Regions from separate parts of the Rattus norvegicus genome. Here region 2 is linked to region 1. A link is a contact called in public Hi-C data. All regions are on one chromosome and are shown on one strand. The core of a region is the stretch at or near the end of the contact, and the rest is flanking DNA. Distances in the headings are between cores, read along the strand shown. Region 1 has its middle 330 kb from the start of Fut10. Region 2 has its middle 180 kb from the start of Fut10.

Region 1 (6,146 bases), core at 3,525-6,024:
AAACGGTGTTTTAAGCTCTGTAGCTGGAACTTTAGTTTAAGTGGGCAGTGGTGTCAGTCAAAGTCTGCTTCTCTCCTCCTAGAATGCCATTGCCTACTCAGAGCCAGGGCTTGCCCAGATCCTTCCTATGTGAGTGTGAGCTTGAGGATCAATGGTTATACGGCCTGACACTGGGTAGAGAGACACTTCCTTGGTAAACAAAGCTGAGGTTATTCTGGGTTGCACCTGACTGTTACAGCTGAAGGAATCTGTAATCCACTAATAGTAATCCTCAGGCCAACTCATACTGACAGCGATATATACCAGGAGTTTACTCCACTGATACATGTCATTATATAATGTTGCAAAGATCTGGAAGTTGTGTCTGTCAGTTCTGGCCTCTAGTTCATAGCTATATCGGATCTCATGTTATCAGGTTTGGCTCTGAGCTTCAAGGCAAAGCCTATGTGTCAGCTATCCTTACCTGTTCCCCTGTGGAAGGAATTTTGCTCTCTCTGCTGCCTGAGTTTAGGGAAAGGGTCCTAGAAGCAGTTCCCAAGTATCTGCCTAATCAGATTCCAGAGGCTTTGCCCATAGTCACTGTCCAAGGGGCAGGGGTCATGGGTCTCTGCTTGGCACTCACTCTAGCAGGCCAGATCCTGGAATTCAAGTGTAAGTTCTAGATTTAATTCCTTTCCCATCCCTAAAGCAAGAGAGATCTCCCTTCACATCCATTGTTTTTACCTGGGGAAAAGATAACTTGGCAGCTCCTTCTTTGATGCAGTTTCCTTCTTCCTTGTTGTATCATTGAACCCAGGCAAAGTGGTCTCTACTTGGTCATTTAGTGGCCAGTTAGCTGCTTAGATGAGGGTTTCCGTAAGGGGATGATTGCAGGAGGATCTGCCTCAATTGCTCCCTTGCTAATTAGTATTTATTAAGCACATTGCTTTCTAAAACATGTCCTTACTTAGAAAAGCAGAGTTCATAGTCTCATGTCTCTCGGTCTCATGAAAGAGCAGAAATAATTTAAAAGTTAATAAGGCAATAATCATAATTTATGTATTATTCTAAGGTGGGACACATGTTCTGAATAATGAGAATATCAATTAAGAAGTAACAAAAAGAATTGAACCAAGCTTGGCATGTAAATGAAGGTGTATTTAAGAGAGCATTTCAAGAATATTGTTGGAAATATTTCCATCTCATTTTCAATTTTCATAACATTTAACTTTAAAATTGTATATGCTTAGGTAACAGGTCCACATTTATATTAGCATGTGCGCGTGCGCGCGTGCGTGCACACACACACACACACACACACACACACACACACACATATTAGTCATCTTAATAGACCATAAGAATCATTCAATAAAACTCTACTTTCTCATAAAACCTATATATTTCTGACTTGGTTTATTTGTAAATATTTTTAGCGTGTTTTAATTACCTTTCCTTTTTTCTTTTTTCCTACTTTATAGAGCATTATTCATACACACACATATACATACACACACATACACAAACAGTTCTATCTATTGTATAAGCTCTTAATGTTTACATTGTTTTCAGGTTACTTTTGTTCAACAATCACTACTTATGTCTATAAGCCTATGTGCTCTTTAACGATCTATTTTATATGCATGTGTCTGTGTGTGTGAGTAGGCACAGATCTAAGTGCTTACTGAGGTCAAGAAAGACCTGAGAACCCTGGTGCTGGACAATCACTTGACATGGATGTCGTGATCCAAACCCACGTCTTAATTCTGTGCAGCAAGTATTCCTAACCATTTAGCCATCTGTCCAGCACTTAAATTTATGTCAAATCTATATCATATCCTATCTGGATGCAGGTCCATGGCTGAACTGATGGTGATAATGGCAGGTAATTTGATGACACCATAGGGCTTTATAATTACAGCAGTGTTCTTATTTACATGCTTATCATGTTATGACATCACCATTTTGCTGCCTATTACGCTTTCCCTAATCGCCAAACAAGCGTTGAATTTTAGGACGTGTTTCCTAGCTTCTGTTGAGATACACACACGTCTTTCCTTTCATGTTTGCTGAAGTTGTGAGTCACATTAACACATGAGCATATGTTCAATCATCTGTGCCTTTGAAAGAGGCTCTCCTTTCCACGAGGTATCACTACCAGTGTATGGACAAGGCCAGGACTTTTAACTTTGAGATGCCATGGCTGAGTTTGGGCATCCTGCAGGTATTTGACTGACAGTGCCATTGTGTTCTCATTAACCTTGAAGAGGACATCTTTCTGTCATCACAAAGTAGCTGTTAGAATGACAGAAAGTGGTAAAAGACTTCTATATAAAGCAATGGTGATCGGAGAACTAAAGGGCATGAACATAGTACATTGGATTCCTACTTTGCACAGATGTCCTTAGTTCTAACAGCATTGGTGTCATCATTGAACGGATGAGGAACCGGAAGTACTTAATGCTGGGTGTTTCCTTCCCTTAGGATGGTATCAATGTTAGAAATGCTACATAGACTTGTCAGAGTTTGGGAATCCTAACCCATCATTCTAAATGAAGCCATGGTCCAGATTAAAGACCGGATTAAAGTTTCGATGGTTAGAAAATTAAAATGGCCAAGGTTGTGGGGTAGGGGGTGGTATTTTGAAGCTTGTCCACTAGATGGCATTATGAGCCTACCAGAATTGCTCTAAGAGGATATTTAGTCACCAGTTAAATACTAGTTAATTAAAGAACGATGTTAGTGAATGGCCATCACTGAAAAGAGCACTATCTGAGAGAGTTGCTAATCCCATTTGCTTGGGCACATGTTAAAGGTACAAGAGTAACAATTATGCTAAAGGGAGCAACCAAGAAACCTCTTTAAGGACAGCCTTGAAAGCTGTCCCTCCTGTAAGGACAGTATACTCTAGTAAAAGTGCAAGTTATAGTCTTACAATGAAATGTCAATTAGGCTTTACATAAATAACTAAGAATCCTTTTTACCAAACTGAATTACACAACCTCTTCATAAAGGATTCCAAGAGAACTTAAATGCAAGTGTCAACAAACAGGATTAAGCATGGGTTTGAAAGGACTCTGGGTAGGAGGGTAATGATGAAACCATTTTGGGTTGAAAATGACAGTTTTTTTACTTGGTCTTCTTTTGGGGGCTACTGTTGGAGGCAAAACACTTGGCATGCAATTTAGGAAGTAAGAATAAACTCATGCGCTATTGATTCTTATGACAAAAACTAACTCATCCTGGACCCCAGATCTGCTGATGGCTTTACAAAAGAAGCTTTTACCCACCTTTAATAATTTTCAACCAGTTCTATTTTCCTTCTAATAACATCCTTCTAATTTATCCTAACATCTTTCCACCTATCTCCTTCAGTTCTGTTTGTTCCTATGGTACTAATGGTTCAACATATGGTTTAACTTAAGGTTTTGTACTTTATGATCATGATAAAGTGATTAGTCATTCAGGGAAATTATACTTTGAATTTTGATCTTTTCCTGGGCTTGTAATATATTCTTTGATACCCTTGTCTTGGGCAACAGCAGTGAGCTACATACAGTCAGTCATCCTGTCCTGAGGGAAAGCTATCAATACTCTACAACGAACTGTTTTGTTTTCCTAAGAATGCACTGTAGATGTGTTAAATGCATCTTTGAACTTTATAGTCTTAATAGGAGAAGCTTCCATGTAAGTCAAACATCTGAATATCACAGAATGATAGTCTCCTTCCTTTATTTAGGAATCTCTCCACAGATGTGAAATAGACTTTCCATTAGTAATTACTTAATGATTTTTATAAATATGTGTCTGGTAAAGAAAAAATCACTTTCAAATGGCCAAGCAAGTCTTCGGAAAGAATAAGAAAAACAAAACAAAATAAAACCTCAAGATAAAACATATTACAATTTCACTATCTAAAATAAAGAAAAACTCAAGTCAGGTCATATAAGAGAATTAAACAAGCTTTTCTGCGTTAAAATTTTAGTTTCGAGGAGGAAGGATTGTGGGCCCCAATTGTGGGATAGTAACTCCACAGGAAGACCAACTGAGTCATCTAACCTGGACCTTTGGAGCTCTCAGAACTCAACCACCAACCAGAGAACATACATGGGCTGGACTTAGGCCTTCCTGTGCATGTATGAATGTATATATATATATATATGTATGTATATATGTATATTTATATGTATATATGTATATATATGTATATATGTATATTTATATGTATATATGTATATATATACACACATACATATATACACACCCAGAAATTATATATATATATATAGTGGGTCTTGAACAACTGGAGCAGGGGCTATCCCAAAAGCCACTGCCTGTCTGTGGGATATGCTCTACTAGCTGGGCTGCATGTCTGGTTTCAGTGGGAGAGGATGTGCCTAGCCCTGCAAAGACTTTGAAGTGCCAGGGTAAGGGGGGTACCCAGTGAGGCCCCATCCTCTCAGAGGAGATGTTGATGGGAAGGATTGTGGGTGGGGCTTACCAAGAGGCAGATAGTGAGCAGAATATAAAGTGAATATGTTAAAAAAATAGAATTAAATTAAAAAAATTACTTTCAAACATTACTTCACAGATTGTGGAATTCAGTCCTCTCTGTTAATTAATAAACGGAGAGCATTTGAAGTCATGCCACTCTCCTGAAATCAAAGGTCAAGTAGAACATTCATTCACCTCCAGGTTTCAAGTGTTGAGTCATGCTGGCTAAAATGACCAGGGTACAGGATGGAGGGAGCGGTGGCTTCCCACCTCCTACGGGTCATGTGAGTAGTGAGTCACTCCATTCTGGCCCCAGAGAGCTCTCTAGGTATCCGAGTCAGACTTCTTTAACCAATGGCAGTCAGAGAAACTCAAGCTGCCCACTTTTAATTCAGTAGGAGAGAAAAAATGTGTGGAATGTTATTTGCCTAACTGTGACCTCAATTCCAACAACATGCCTGGGCAGGTAAAGCAGGCTCTAGCATCTGGTAGCTTGAAGCATGAAGGGTGTACTTTGCATTCTAACATTTCAAACACAGAAGTACTTGCCATGAGAAAATCTCCCCTGTGCTGATAAGGATAGCATACCATGGAATTAGGGGTTTTTGTTTGTTTTTTTTTTTTGTTTTTTTTTTTGTTTTTTTTTTTTTTTAATTAATCCAGTCTAGCAGAGTGTGTGCTATCAAATAACATCTTTTCTAAGAAGTGACAAATCTTGTCTTTGAGAACAGGTTTGGGTCCTATAAACAGACCAAATGCAGGGAGGGAACAAAGAGTTACTTTAGAAATCTGAAGAATCAGAAAAGTGAAAACTCCATGACTAAAATCCTTTTTTAAAAATTATTATTATTATTGTTATTTATTATTATTATTATTAAAAAATCTAGTTTCTTTATTTTCCACACTTCTCCTGACTGAGCTGATGGCAGACTGAGGCTGAAAGCTGTTTTTGTGAATCTGATTTGGTACTGTGTGTGTCCTCTCACAGAAGGTTCACTCCTTGCTGACAACACAGCCAGGTAGACTCTAAGCTGTCAGCTTGGTTATGCTTTCGAGGGACCTGGTTCTCTCTACCTGGATAGACACATGTGAGGATGCCCAGATCTAAGAGCAGGGCTTTCGTGTCCCTTTCCTTAAAAAGATCACTTAAATTTATCCTGTTGACATTGAATCTGGAATCATATGCAATGTGCTTTTTTTAAAAAAACAAAACAAAACAAATCATCTAGTGCTCTAGAAATATATGGATTATTTTTATTAAAGCAAAATTTATTTTCATTTGTAGTAATTGACTTAAAGTAAACATGAGGAAAGACTGAATGGAAAGATACCATCTATGGAGAACTGACTTAGTCAGTCTTGGTCTTCTTCAATGCTAACATTACATTTGGACTTACACAGGGAAAAAGAAAAATTTTACAGATAAAAATCTGTGTCATCGCCACTGCTATTCTTTGACTTGGAAATGTGTAGCAGCTTCTAGAGAAAGCTAGATGGAAGCTCTAGGGTGTTCACTTTAACTCCTTCAGTGGCAGGTCACCACCATTACTGTGTTTAAATGTTAAGTGAAGCTCTTATCATAGATGGAGAATTTGTTAGTCAGCATCAGAATGTTAACAAAGGCTATGTCATAAGAACATGAGAGGGCTTTCCTCAGAATATGAATTCATAAC
Region 2 (5,948 bases), core at 1,271-3,770, 150 kb before region 1:
GATCATTTGGCCTGGTTATTTGATCTCATCACAGTGCGGGTCTGGGGATGTGACTCGAGAGAGTCATCTTGAATCATACAGCTGAGATACTGGTTTCTATTGATCTCTCTCCCCCTCCCTCCTCTCTCCCTCCCTCCCCTTTCCTCCCTTCCTTCCAATCCCTGCCCTCCCTTCCTCTCCCCCTCATCCTCTCTCCTCTCTCCCTCTCTCCCATTCTTTCTTACTCTCTCATTTCTTCCTTCCCCAATCCTCCCCTCCTTTCTGTTACACACATTTTTTTTTAGAGCAGAAAGCAGTCAATATAAAAACTAACAAGTCACTTTTTTTGCTTGAACTTCAGATCTCTGTATAAAATACTCTTTAATGAGAGTGTGATTGGACACAGCGAACCCTGATCTTCTCTCTCAGTCTCAGCATCTCTAGCATCCCTCCCTTCCCCCAGAGGCCTTCCCTTTTCTCCTTTGTAGAAAGCTCCTTCCTATCCCATTAGGACCGTAAAGCCCTCCGTGACGTTGACTGACGCGACGCTCAACTTTCAGGGACAGTCCTGATCAGTGTTCATGGCGAGCCAAAAATGTAGATTGGAAGTTTCATGCAGCCTGAGGATCTTAGATTTCTAGGGCCAGAGTAAAGCAGCTTTTATACAGAAAGCCAGGAAAGTAGATGTTTACCTATGGTAACATTGAATGAGCTGAACAAAACTGGGAGAGTGGCTGGGATTTCCGATCGTTCTCCATACATCACAGGAGGAAGTATGATTAATATCTGCAATAAACAGATTATTTGAAAATAATAAAAGATCACCCTCTCCAATGGCCAGAGTTTGGGTACAGCAATAGCGGCACGGGACCTCTTCTGAGTGGGAGGAGCCTAGGAGGTAGGTTACATACTCACCGACCTTCCCTAAGCAATTTCTATTTTCCACAAGACTGGAAGGAGGAGAGAGCACACTGAAGGTGAATTGCTTGTGGTTAGCCTTCCCAGCCAGTGCCTGACCAGAGAGCCTGCTCCAACTTGCTTAATGGAGTCACCGATCCACAGAAAGTATCCAAGATAGAGTTTGAGCTATTGGAAGGCCGAGCTACTTAGAGATCAAAGGGAAGCGCTTCTAGGCTTCTGTGAGCGGTGCCATTCATTTGCAGTCCAACTGAGTGGGACAAAAATGTCTTTTGATTGCGCACTAACGTGGGGTCATCAGAACACTGGCGACATTCAGACACAAAAGAAAGCCAGGAGGCGGAGGGACCTCAAAGTGACCTTGGTGACAAAAAGCACTTCCGCAGAGGCACACATATCTCAGGCAGTGTGGCCAACAGTAAGCAAACTATGTCAGCTGACATTTTATTCCTGAGTAGCTCCTGAAGCATTTGGGGCTGAGACTTTCATCCCACTCCCGTGGAAACCCCCAAGAACTCTCATAAATGCCTGCTTTTACTTTACTTCCATTAAAACAACCAAAATTCCCTCCTCACAGTTGTTGGGGCATTCGAACAGCACAGTCCTTTCTTTCCCGAAGCAATGCAAACAAACATTGTTTTGTCCATTGCTTGTGTGTACTCCAGCCTCAAACCAATGTTAACATTTTTTTTCCTTACTAAAGGGCATTTCCTAAAAACACCTGATGGTGGCAGTATTGTGCATCAGTCAGTGATTAGTAAGGAGATCAGGAACGAATTAAGGAAATGATTTAAGGAGTAGGCTGCAACTGACTCAAAATGAGCAGATTATATACTGAGGAGATTTCTTGAGCCTAAATGCAACTACATCCCCCCGTCCACCAGAATACACTCCAATGTGTATGTATAGTGAAAAACGGCAAGAGGAAACCTAAATGCTACATCAACAGAGGGTAATTCCATTACTATTTCAAATATGCTCAGTCTATATAGTTAATGCTGTGATATCTTGGCCTGTGGGTCATTAAGACAGCTGGATGAAGAAATTCCAATGATGCCAATTCACCAGGAATTTTCCAGGAGGAAGGACATTATTCTCTCCAACTTAAGCCTCCAGGAATCTGCAATCCATGTACTTTGGAAGCAGACCCCTATTTCCCTTGGAGAGACATGAAGCAAGACCGTGCAGATATTTTCCATGCATCCATGCTACAAAAGTCCCCAGTTCTCTGAGGTAAAACGAAGCAACAGCATTGCAGGAAAACTAACTGGTGATTGAAATGGGCCAGGCTGGGGGAGGGAGGGATCATTGCCCATGTGGTAGTGACTGGAAGGAGATAGGTAACTCTAGCACAGTCCAGCCGAACCCAGTCCTCTAACCAAGATGATGATTAGGGCAGTCTTGGCAGCCACATCACAGTGTCACCTAGGAAGTAGATGAATAATTGATTCAGACTGAGTGGACCTTTCAAGGGACATTGACCATATAGCTGTGAGGCTGATGATGAAGGTCAGTTACAAGAAACAGGTCAGAGGTAGGAAAGTCCCTGTGTGTCAGAGCCAGGGCACACTCTAGGTCTTCTCAGATCATAGATTGGAGCATATCCAGACTTCCAGCTGAGTCACTATCTTAGGGTGTTTCATTACTGGGGCTTTCCACATTTTTAGAATTCCCAAGGAGAAGAGCCCTAGATACTCTGGACCTGCCATTAAAATGAGACAGCACAAATGGTCACTTTGTCTTGTTTGTTGCAACAGTGAATGAGTTGCCTGGTACTTTGTTTCACATCAGTATCAGATACTGTTAGGATCACCCAAAGATTATGGTCTGGGGAAAGACTTTTGAAAAGAAATGCCATTTTAGAAAACTCAATGTTAAGAAATTGAGTAGTTTCTAGACATGGTTACAACTATTTTGGATATTTTATGCCATTTAATCATCATAATATCACATGAGGCAGAAATAAGCTATCTATCTGTCTATCTATCTATCTATCTATCTATCTATCTATCTATCTATCTACCACAATTGTATAGAAGTTGACCTTCCCCAAAGCTATAAGGGCTGGTATTCAAACTCTGAGTTTCTTTAGGGGAAGGAGGGTTAAATATATTTATGAAACCATTGAATGTGAATCATTTTTGTTGAAGACTGATAGGCTACTATGAATTTCTTATTTTAAGATTTATTTTATGTGTGTGTGTGTGTTTATTTGCCCGCATGTCTGTGCACTTTGTGCCCACAGAGGCCAATAGAAGCCATTGGATCCACTTCCTGGAACAGAGTTAGAGATGGTCATGAGCTGCTATGTTGATGCTGGGGATCGAACATGAGTCCTATGCAAGATCAGCCAGTGCTCTCATGGCGGAGCCATCCCTTGAATCCCTCTTTTTTCTCTTTTGCAATCAGTATATATCAGTACAAAATAATAGGCTTAATTATGATATTTCAATACACACATAGATACTGTATATACCCTCTGTTATATTTTACTTACAATTCAAAGTTGGAGAATACAATTAGTTTCAGTGTCTCATGGTATTAATTATTGCATGACCTCAGATAAAATCCATTACTTGATGCCCACCAATTTGGAAACACTTCCCATGGATCAATAAGTGTGCTGTGGGGCCAGAACTCATCCACGCTTTAAGAATAGCTTAATTTTTACTTTAGAGGATAAGATTGGGAGCTCTAAACCTGGAGACGTCCACTTGTCCCAATCACTGCCTTCCGCACGTTCAACTCTCTATCAATAAACTGTCATTCCATGCCAACCCTTTGCTTCTACCATTGCTGGAAACACTGCCCTTCTTGATTAAATGTCCCCTCCTCACTACAGAAGAGACCTGGAAGATGAGTGTATGTCTAGCGATGGGCCATATAGCTGACTGGGAATGCTTTGAAGAGGAAAATTAAGAAATTTAGGCCACCCACTTGACCTGTAAGCAAAAAGTCCTGGCTGATCTCAAAGACAGACTTCCAGCATTGCTCAGGACTCTGCACCTCCTGGGTGCTTTGTCATCTCTGGTGTCCAGGGGTCACTGGCCTTTAGAAACTACTCCTGAAATCAAAGCGGGTGCTATGTAGAAGAGACTTTAACTGGTTTCCTAAATCATATCTATTAATAGCAAGTATAGGATTTGGAGACTGACACTCAAAATCAATAGATACACTTGAATCTAGGGCTCTTCCCTGACAGTCTTATTGTCATCAAAAGTATGTGTAGGAACCAGATGTGCTGGTATAGGGCTGCAAAGCCAAAACTCAAGAGACTGAGGAAGGAGGACTTTGAATTGGCGATCTGACTGGACAACAAACAAAAGAAAACAAATGTAGCGTCCAAGGCTATATAAGGAAGTTACTACAGTGGATGTGCTCAAAGAACAAGCGGCTTTAAGTCACTTCTCAGAGTAACACTTGCATCGGAAACACTGGGTAATTTGTTGAGCTTCAGATCTCCTAGTCACACTTGTTGAGTCCAGGACCCAGGCTCTTGGCGAAAATTAAAACAAGTTACCTCATGATGTAAGAGGACCTGTAGTCCCGGTTGTTCCTCAGGTCAATGGCATGCATATCACTTGAGAGTTTGTTAGAAATAGAGATTTTGTTGAGCTCTAGTTTAAGCATGCCTGACCAGAAATTGAGGACGGAATCAAGAAAGCTGTATTTAAAAAAATCCCCAAACTCTGCTGCATGATGATGTCTGAGAATGACTTGCCTCTCAACAGAGTCTTCCATAGTTCCTCACCAACACCGGTCAGCTACTGAATCTGGAAGAGACAAACCCAGAGCTACGACATTTTCTTCTAATGCTTCCCTGGTGATTTTTTTCTTTGCTTGCAGAATAGCACTGATGTAGAAGAACAAAACCTTTTTCCTTTAGCCTTTGGCCCGAGTACTTACCCAATCATCTCCACATTTAAGAATAAGGGTCACTCTTTGATTAGTAAAAGCCCACTGATGTGTACCCTGTGCAAACTGCGTGTGGCTATATGTGTGTGTGTTTATAGGCACACATGTGTGTGCATAGGCAGACATTTAAAACAAGGACCGGTTTCTGCCCCAACGTTTATTGCTATGCTATGATTAAATAATAACCATTTCCTCTCTCACTTTATTGTAATACCTGAATAATTTACTTCAAATGAACTTTAGTTCAAAAGCATTTACCTGTGAGAACAAATAGGCACATTAGAAGAACTTTTGGGGGATGGGCTGATTAAAAATGTTTTACATTTATTTATTTACTTCATGTCTATGAGTGGATGCACATGTGCCAGGCTGTATGTATGGAGGTTAGAGAACAACTTGTGCGAGTTCTGTCTGTCCTTCCAGTATGCAGGTTTCAGGAATTGAATGCAAGTGGTCATGCTTAACAACAAAGAGCCCCTACCTCATTGAGCCATCAGTAAGGTCCCAGAGATCATCTGGGCTTATACTTTTGTTAGAACAGTATGTATAACATTTTAGCATCTTTTCTCCAAAAGTCATTAATTCATTAATTCATTAATTAATTCAAGAAAATTACTGCCAGGTGTGAAGGCAAATGCTGCCTACCATTCCTTGAAAGAGATAGAGAAATTGACTACCAAGATGAAGCCAATGATACCATCCACAGGATCCAGAAAAAAAAATGTTGTTAGGACCATACCCTTGTTATAATGTAGTGACATTAAAACTTAGATTTATTATAACTTAGTGACTTGAATAAACAGATTGTCTTATAGTATGGTATAGCAGTCTATGTTTTCAGGAATTAAAGATACATTATTATTAACTCACCAGGAGACCCAAGCTTTTTATCCCTGTGATTGAGGTGGTAGCATGTCCTTAGACACTTTCTCCTCTCTCTCTCTCTCTCTCTCTCTCTCTCTCTCTCTCTCTCTCTCTCTTTCTCTCACTCTCTCTCTCTCCTTCTCTCTCTGTGTGTGTACTATATAATCATATTCGGAATTTTTCAAATTAATTCCCTCTTGGGACAAGACCCTAAAAAACCGATCCTGTATATTATGTGCTGAAACCAGATACAAAGATCCTTTCTGTTTTCT

The links. A called contact is a pair of places that touch in the nucleus more often than the background predicts.
Region 2: a contact with region 1 is called in a Hi-C map of the A7r5 cell line, with 4 times the contacts expected there. The contact joins two enhancer-like sites. A contact is called at or near these places in 2 of 12 Hi-C or Micro-C datasets (the A7r5 cell line and Schwann cells).

The regions. Positions count from the first base shown.
Region 1 is chr16:67,327,934-67,334,079 of GRCr8, reverse strand. No RefSeq gene overlaps it. Among named protein-coding and RNA genes, the nearest start is that of Fut10, 330 kb to the left of the region's middle. Within about 2 kb of position 4,774, at least 6 of the 93 cell types and tissues checked have an H3K27ac peak or open chromatin away from gene starts, as enhancers often do. A contact at or near this core is called in the A7r5 cell line, where this site is marked.
Region 2 is chr16:67,476,098-67,482,045 of GRCr8, reverse strand. No RefSeq gene overlaps it. Among named protein-coding and RNA genes, the nearest start is that of Fut10, 180 kb to the left of the region's middle. Within about 2 kb of position 2,520, at least 14 of the 93 cell types and tissues checked have an H3K27ac peak or open chromatin away from gene starts, as enhancers often do. A contact at or near this core is called in the A7r5 cell line, where this site is marked.